3 separate regions of the Mus musculus genome follow, and all the other regions are linked to region 2. Evidence: chromatin contacts called from public Hi-C and HiChIP or PLAC-seq data. All regions are on one chromosome and are shown on one strand. Each heading gives the region's core, a stretch centred on a gene start, on an enhancer-like site or on the middle of the called end of the contact. The rest is flanking DNA. Distances are from core to core; before and after follow the strand shown. Region 1 holds the start of Man2b2 (mannosidase 2, alpha B2). Region 2 holds the start of Tbc1d14 (TBC1 domain family, member 14). Region 3 overlaps Sorcs2 (sortilin-related VPS10 domain containing receptor 2).

Evidence for each region. A called contact is a pair of places that touch in the nucleus more often than the background predicts. HiChIP or PLAC-seq counts read pairs in DNA pulled down with a chosen protein or histone mark.
Region 1: a contact with region 2 is called in a FOXA1 HiChIP or PLAC-seq map of pancreatic cancer cells. The contact joins the promoter of Man2b2 here to the promoter of Tbc1d14 in region 2. A contact is called at or near these places in 2 of 39 promoter capture datasets (embryonic stem cells and liver), 2 of 484 Hi-C or Micro-C datasets (the HL-1 cell line and embryonic stem cells), 3 of 115 datasets of contacts at active chromatin or transcription factors (fetal liver, memory CD8 T cells and pancreatic cancer cells) and 2 of 9 other capture datasets (adipose tissue and liver).
Region 3: a contact with region 2 is called in a Hi-C map of B cells, with 1.5 times the contacts expected there. The contact joins the enhancer-like site here to the promoter of Tbc1d14 in region 2. A contact is called at or near these places in 1 of 39 promoter capture datasets (neural stem cells), 2 of 484 Hi-C or Micro-C datasets (B cells and large pre-B cells), 1 of 115 datasets of contacts at active chromatin or transcription factors (pro-B cells) and 1 of 9 other capture datasets (liver).

Annotation. Positions count from the first base shown.
Region 1 is chr5:36,829,278-36,831,977 of GRCm38.p6, forward strand. Man2b2 (mannosidase 2, alpha B2) reads right to left here and starts at 1,372. Exons shown (of 19, transcript NM_008550.2): 1 at 1,161-1,372; 2 at 351-497. The coding sequence starts at 1,298.
Region 2 is chr5:36,580,998-36,583,697 of GRCm38.p6, forward strand. It overlaps Tbc1d14 (TBC1 domain family, member 14), which reads right to left and starts at 1,400. Exons shown (of 14, transcript NM_133910.3): 1 at 1,358-1,400.
Region 3 is chr5:36,325,090-36,327,849 of GRCm38.p6, forward strand. All of the region lies in intron 1 of Sorcs2 (sortilin-related VPS10 domain containing receptor 2), which reads right to left. Among named protein-coding and RNA genes, the nearest start is that of Mir7689, 25 kb to the left of the region's middle. Within about 2 kb of position 1,487, at least 24 of the 459 cell types and tissues checked have an H3K27ac peak or open chromatin away from gene starts, as enhancers often do. A contact at or near this core is called in B cells, where this site is marked.

The DNA of each region.
Region 1 (2,700 bases), core at 122-2,621, 250 kb after region 2:
GGCCAGCCAGGGGCAGGGGAGAGTCAGTGTGTGCAGATAGGGGAGGGGACAAAGTTCACCTGGGTGTTGATTAAGCACCAATTCCTGTTGCCTTTTGGGAGAAATGCTAGCCTAGCTTAGGGGTATGTCCGGTCCCCTACCAAGAACAGACAGAAAGATGACGTCACCCTGTCTATGGGCAGTGGCCCTGACCACAAGCCTAGTTTTTGTTGTTGTTGTTGTTTTGTCTTTACAGCTAGCATGTTCCTGAGCACATCTGGAACTCCCTATCTAGTCTCCTCCTGGAACTTTCCTCTCACACTTCGGATACCTTAGGGACCCATGTCCTGACACTCCTGTCCCCACCTTACCTGCTGTTTCTGCTGCTCAGAGGCCACACCGTCCCACCACAGCCGGAAGAACTCCTGCTCCACGGCGATGAAGCGCCGCTGCCCTCCGCGGACCAGTTCCGCCACCACGGTAGTGTAGACATTGGCTGCATAGGCTCTCATGCTTTCCTGGGGAGGCAGAAGCCATCACAACAGCCCCAAGGGTGGTGATGAGTCCAAAGGACCAAAGAGAAGTACAAGAGACCAAGTACCCTGGTGCCTAACACCTCCAGTGTACTCAGACCTAGGGGTATGTGGCAGGAATCACCACTTTCTCTTTATAGACAAGGAACCTGAGCCAGTGGACAGAAAGCCTCTCCCTGCCCGCTCTGTCCAAGGTCTTGAACAGAAAGAACCTCGAGGTTACAGGCCCCATACCAAGCTTATCTGGCTGGGTAGGAGTGTGAAGAGGAAGCTGAACTGGCTAGCCCTCATGTCAGCACCACAGAGGGCCAGCCCAGTTGCCTGTAGTCAGCTGACATCCACCTGCTTGGAAACCTACCCCACCCAAGGTACTCCAGGCTTATTCCTGAGACTGGCTACCTGTCAATCCACACTTTGGGGACACACTCCTCTGCCTTAACTTTTGCAGGGACCGTCTAATAAGATAGATGCCATCAGGACTCCGAGGCAGGAAGTGGCCAGCCCGAGGCTGAGGCTCAGACTGCAGGGGATCAGGCTGGGGGGTGGGGTGGGGTGCTGCAGCCCAGGTCGCCTCTCTTCCCGGCTGGGTCGGGTGCACTCCGCAGGAGGCAGTTACTGTGCAAGGAGCTCAGGAACGCTCCAACTTACCTGGACCGTGAAGACCCAGCCCACGTCCATGTGACTGTGGGGCACCACGAAGGCCCGGATCGGGCCGGCGGGCTGAGCTGCCCGCGGCCACAACAGCAACAGCTGGCCGAGTAGCGGCAGCCAGCGCAGCGGCCCCATTGCTGGGCAGTGGGACGCTGCCAGGGCAGCGGGTCCTGGGTAGAGCGGTCCACTTCCGGGTCCGGGACCCGCGGCGCCGCCTGTCGGCAGGAATGCGCGAGCGCTGCCAGCCACGGGCAGGGCACGAGCTTTGTGTGGTACGGCGCCCCTTGTCGGCTAGAGTGTGTATTGCAGCTTTCGTCCCTATATGGTGGTCTTGCAGCTCAAGGCCACTACCTCCAGACTTGGAGACCGCTGTTGTCTACACAGAGGGAAACCTTCCAGGATAACACGCTCTCCGACGCAGACCTCTAGCCTCAGGGTGGCTTGACTTGAAATTTTTTAGTTCATTTTAAGGAAGCGAAACTGGCTTTTTACAGACACAGCGACGAAAGGGTCAGGGTTGGTAGGTTCAGAATCAAATCTGGGGTCTTGGATGGTGAGCTGGGGCAGATGTTTAATCTCTTTGATCCCCATAAAATGGGATGTGATAATAGAGGAGGCATGAGTTGCTAGGGACATGGGATCTAAATGAATGAAGTCCCCATCTCTCAGCCAATTAAAACTGGTGACTTTACAATTGGTAAGAGAGCAGTTCCCTGAATCACCTCTGTAGCTCCTCCGTGGCCAGCAGGTGGTCTATAGTTTGGGGTTTTCTGGGCTGTGGTGGGGCCAGAGGTGTGACTCTGACTAGCCTGTTTTGTCACTTGCCCTTCAGCAAATGCGACCAAAACCCAAGCTGTTCTTTGAGCAAGCTCAGATCCCTCTCTATCCTGTCCACGGACCTGAGACCTCTAGATTCCACAAGAGGTCAGACCTTTCCATGAAGAAGTGGGCAGCCATTTACCAACTTGTGCGGCCACCGCTTTAGGACTCAGGTGGACTACATTTCCCAGCCTCCTTTGCATGACAAATGTTAGCCAATGGGATGTGGACCACCACAAGGGTTCTATGGATGGGACCTGGGTCCACTAGAAGAGCAACCAGCGCTGTCAACTGCTATGCCATCTCTCCAGCCCAATCATAGCTTCTTAAATTATGTGTGTTGTGACCACATATGTGGGGCTGCAAAAATTTTGGCAACGGTAAAGTTTTCGAATGTCTAGTAACACACTCAAACCTAAAGAATCGGAGGTATTTCTGGCGGTGCTCACTCATGGTACTTCAGATGATGTCACTGCCACCTTGGATCTGAACACATGGCACTAGCGCTTTGCACTGTGAAGGCTGACACTCTATGCAGCAAACACCACCCAGAACATTTTGGTTCAGATATGCTGTGAATTGCGTTGTTTTTCAGCAAATAGACAACATCTATGCTGTTACAGAAACAATGGTTTACTCTCAAAAACAAATATTTAATATTTTCCTTCCATAATTTCTCAACATATGAGCATCACATTAGTGTATGTTTGGATTGTCG
Region 2 (2,700 bases), core at 150-2,649:
GTGGGTCAGGAGATTTAAGAGGTTTGGCAGTCTGAGAAGAACTGGGCATGGGGAGGAAGAAGATTTGAACACACCACAAAGGGTTGAGGAGGAAGGACTGAAGGGGACAGAGGTCTGAACAGGTCAGAGATCTGAGGAAGATACAGGCTCAGATCCTCAGAGCAAACTCGGTTGGTAGCCCACAGCCCCGTGAAAGTTGGACGAGCCAATCGTAGCCTCCGGTCTGAGAAAACTTTAGCAAGATTTGGGAAAAAACGTCTTAGGGGGATGGAGATCCGAGACACATCAGGGGTCTGAGGACCATATCTGAAGAGGCCAGGGGTCTGAGGAGCACCAGGATCTGAACAGGAGAGGGGTTTGAGAAGGACAGAGATCTGAATACCTCAGGGTCTGAAAAGGAGTAAAGGCAGAGATGTGAACAGGACAGGGGTCTGAGGACGCTGGCTCAGGGCGCACAGAGCAGACACCTCTACAGCTCGCAGCACCACATCTGAGGAGAAAACTTTTCACCAAGTTCTGGAAAAGGCGCACGTCGCGACAAGCGCTGGCCGAGGGCAGTCGCACGTCAGCCGGACCCCAGCCCTCCCAGCCGCCCTCTCAGACCTCCCTGCCTGGCCGACGCAGCAGCAGGTGGCAGCGGTCAGCCATCCGCAACCTCTCAGCTTGACCCTGCAGAGCCCCCTCAGTACCCGAGCTACCGCAGCTCCAACGCCATCTCCCCGGCCCGTGGCCCGCAGCCCAGGCCCCGTGGGGCCCGCAACTCGCTGGGCTAAGAGCGTAGACTCCGCAGATGCCCAGCCTCAGCAGGTGCTTGCCGGCCGCCCGCGGCTAAAAGCAGCCAGCGCCAGACCCCACCCCCGCCACGCCCACGCCACGCAGCCACGCCCCCACAAGGCTGCTTCTCTTCCCTTCCGCTGAGCCTCTTTAGCCCAACACCCAACGCAAATCGCTCGCTCCCAGGGCCTCAGGCGTACCGCCACGCCCCGCACTCCAGAGCCACGCCCCCGAGAGCTCACTAGCCACACCCCACGCTCGTCCCTAGTCACACTCCGGGGGACAGGAGCGTTACCACGCCCCGCGCTCCCTATCGCCGCCCTCACGCTCCCTAGCCACGCCCCCGCTAAGCTTCCACTGCTCTTCCGCCAGGGCTCTCGCCCCCCGCCGCAGCTCCGTAGAGCTTAGGAGCCTGCTATTTACTACCGCTGCTCCTCCGGCCTGCCAAGTATCCGTCCTGGGTTTCGGGAGTTGTGTCCCTGGCCCTTTTCTGTCCTCAGGCCCAGGAAGGGCTGCAAGGAAAGTTCCGAGAGAGTCACAGTGTCCATACCGGCACCGCAGACGCCTGGCGGAGGCCCCTTACCTGGTCGGCTCCGCCCGCGGCCATCTTGGAAGTGGGAAGTGGGAGGGAGGGGGAAAGCAGCGCATGGGGCTGATCCAGGCGTGGGGAGCCGAGCGGCGGAGCGCATCGATGGGACGCCCCTGTCCAGCAGCTGGGGGAGTCTTAACAGCCCACGGGAGTATTTAGGGGTACACGTGAGCGCAGGTTACAGATCATTGACCTTGGAATGCCCTCCCGGTATAGCCTTAGCCTGTCACCTGTCAAACGGGCTTTTCTGATCACTGTTTCATTGCGCTTAGTGCCTAGCGCTGTAGTTCGCCAACTTTTGTCTTCACTTTAATATTTCAGTATACAACGCCCAGCAGGCTCAGGAGGTGACAAGACAGGGTTCATCATCAGTGTGTTTTGAAAGTTGTGTGATGGTCTCGCTTAGGAACTAGAAGAGGCCTCACTAGACAGCATCTTTCTCTAGCCTGAGATACAGAGATCCACCTATGTATTAAAGGTGTGTGCCACCACACCTGGCTTTATGCACATTTTACCTTTTTAAGTAGCAAAAATTACAGAGACACAATCTATGAAAAAGTATAATTCAGGAGGTAGAAGTCAGCTAGAGCTGAGCAGAGTTAAGCCAGATGTCTATGGAGGATGTCTTCTATCAGGCCAGGTCATTGTGCTGCATTTCCCTTCCTGAACTCACCTGCACTCGTTTCCTAAGCCTCAAAAAGCAGAGACATGAGTGTTTGTTGGATCCATACAAAGGGTACTTGGGATGATTTGGGTTTATTCTAGGAGTTGTCAGACCCCGAAAATTTACAAACACAAACAAGCCCCTTTAAAACCTGACTGCATTTCAGCCAGGAACCATCACATGAGGCTGGAACCATCACAGTCCTACAGGAAGAGGAATTTCCCTGCCCTGGCAGGTACCTGGAAGCAAGCAGGAGGAAATCCATTTGTCTTGGTTACAGTTCTGTTTGTGCTAGCCTCAAAGTTGCAACCTAGAAAACAATGAGTTTGAACTCCTGATCCTCCCGAGTCTACCTCCCCAGTTCTGGGATTATAGGAATGTACCACCACTTTTGTTTCAATTGTACATTCATTTCAAAACATTAGGTGATGGTTCAACCTCTGTACAACTCTCTCAAATATTTTAAAATATTTTCACAAATCTGAACACAGTCCAGAGGAAGGGCTTACAAGACCAAGGCTATATCAAAAGCTATGAAATGCACACCGTCCCCAGGGATGAAAGAAGACAGAGAGAGGTTGGGGGATAGCTCAGTGGCCTGACTTCAGTTCCAAGGAGGGTAGGGAGGAGAGAAGAAACAGACCAAGAGTCGAGCCATATCTGAGTGTCTTGG
Region 3 (2,760 bases), core at 237-2,736, 260 kb before region 2:
AGGTGAGGTGCGGCTAACACAGCGGGCTTACAAACCATCTCCCCAAGCCTCACCCATATTCCTGACCCAAGGTGGCCATGTCCACCCAAGCCTAATCTCATGCCAGGTGGGCTGAGCACCAGGCCATGACCTCCAGCTGCTATGGCAGACACTGACGTTAGCTCTCCGAGACAGCGGGCAGTGCATTGACTTCTTCCCAGTTACACGCAGAAATGAACAACCCAACCAAGCAACAACAAAGGCAGTAGACCCAGGAGCAGGGACAGAAAGGGGGTGAGTGGGAGCCACGAGGGGAGGGAGCATGGAGGGCAAGACCCTGGATGCTGGGATGCCCAGGCCCCGCCCATGTGTGTCACAGAATGAAACATCAGCCACAGCAAAGAGCCTTGCACACTGGAAACCCTGGTCAGAAGCACCAAGAGCCCAAGGAGACTCCATGGGACCCTGGGACTGTGGTCCATTTCATAGTACAATGGACAGATAAGCTCAGACTGTATAACCAGACATCCCTTACTGGGGGTCTTCATCTAGGGGGTTGCAGTTGGTACAAGACAATGGCAAGCATCTCAGGATGGCCGGGATGTCACTTATCAGTACCCCTCTTGACCCATTCAAGCTCTAAACAACTAGGGAGTGCCAAGGACCAGGTCAGTAGAAGAACATAAATAACCAAAATACAGGCAGACATCATTGCTTTGTTTATCATTTTGTAGAGAAGGAAGATGAATCAGGCCAGGTTCCATGCAGTAATTTCTCAGACAGCAGCAGTGGACAGCCATGCACCTACAGGACAAGTCCCTTACCTTTGGCTTTGGTATTCCAGAGCCTCTCAGTCACTGGGAGGGGAGGCAAGGCACTGCACTATGGCTTCAGGCCTCTAGGCAACAGGAGCAGAAAGGAAAGCAGGGCCATAGTCACTGGGCTGTGCTGATGCACCTTTAGTAAATGGGAGAATCCCAGTGGGGCCATATTCCAAGTGTGACCTAGTGGCTGGGGAGTCAGCACTGTACAAGAAGCTAAAACTATAAGCAGTGGAAATGAGCCCGTGTGAGAAAGCCCTGGTGCCTGCAAAGCCAGGTGTGTACCACCATGGGCTGTGCACGGTTCACAGCCTCCTGCCAAGACGATGCCTGATCCAGATCCAAAATGCTGGCCTGGGTCCAGCATCTTAGGGGAGATGTCTGCTCTCCCAGCCATGGCAACTGTCCATCAACCCCACAGAAAGCACGTAGCGAGTCTCACCTAGATCTCCAATGTTCACCCCTGTATCCAGGACTCTCTTAGGGACCACCTGCTGGGGAAATGCCATCTCAACTCATTGTATGCTGAAAACAACTACAGCAATCCCAACACATTCTAGAACAGCCACTCACTGGGAGTCTGGGCCACAGAGACTGTGGAAAGGGGATGCCTGTGACATCAGGCCTTGAAAGGAATCAGGAGAGAAACAAACATGTGTGGTCAGAAAAACCTTAGTCACCACCACTCAGGTCCCTGACTCTCAAACAGGAAGAGACAGAGAAGAGACTGAGCAAAGAACCCAGCGTGGCTCTCTGGGTAGACTTGCTTCCTGCTTCCTGCTTCCTCCTTCCTCTCTCCTCTTTCTCCTCCCTCCTCCGCCCTCTTCCTCCTTCCTCTGCACAGTTTTCCATTTTTAATTAATAAGTGCCTCTGAAAAGCCATGCAGCCTGCTGCCAGACTTCATAGCAGGGCATGGGCTCTGTACCAGAGTCACCTCCATCACCTTCTGCCACCAATGCAGTACCTCATCCAGCCCTCCCAGCTCCAGCAAGGCAAGCTGCATGTGACCAAGCAATAGGCAGATGTCAACAAAGACCCCACCCCTGGCTCTTGTTAGTTCCCAGTGCATCCTAGGCCTCCTCTCCCTCCGTGATGAACACATATTCGAGATCCAACAGCCAGAGAGCTACAAATCAAAGCTTTCTCCTCCATGTGTCCTGCTGTTGGGAGGTGGATGTTCCCTCCCAGGCCAGCCAGACCCATGGGAGTCCATTGACTATGGACAAACTTGCCACTTCTCTTTGGTTAGTGAGACTGGATGGCACCCCTGCCTCGGGTCCTTTGATCTCCAAAGGGCTCAGGCAGTGCCCTGACAGCAGCCTGGGGAAGGAAGGTAGATTCAATCATGAGGGGTGGCATGGAGGGGGGCATCATCTCACTTCTCTCCCCAAGGATTGGAATAACACACACACACACACACACACACACACACACTTCAATGTCAGGAGCCAGGACCGGGCCTCACTTCACCCCAGCAAGGCAGAACTGCTTCCCAAGTTCTCCTCCCTCCCACCCCCATCCCTACCAAGTGTCTTCTGTCCCCAACCTCCTAAGGTTGGTCCTCTCAGCCAACCTGTACACCTGAGGGCTGCCTTCCCCACCCATCCTGTACAGGCAGTCAAGGTGATTGGCATGAGTCACTCGAGTGGGAACAAGCTGTGGTGTTCCTCTGTTGTGACCTTGAGCAACCCATGTGACTCTCCTCTGCACCTACCTCTGGGCTTTCTCTCCTCCAAGACAGAATTCATCACTGGGCTCCAGTGAAAGTCACACAAGAACAGGGTCCTTGGCTGCCCTGCTCCATCTAACTCCTTAAGATACTCCAGTCTGGGCCTCAGGATGCAGGTGTCAGTCAGCCCACAAGCCTCAGTTTACTGACCCTGCTCATAGAAACACTTCTACCACCACTGGGTCATCACAGGTCTAGATCTTCAGATAAGGATTGGGTCCTGAAGCACA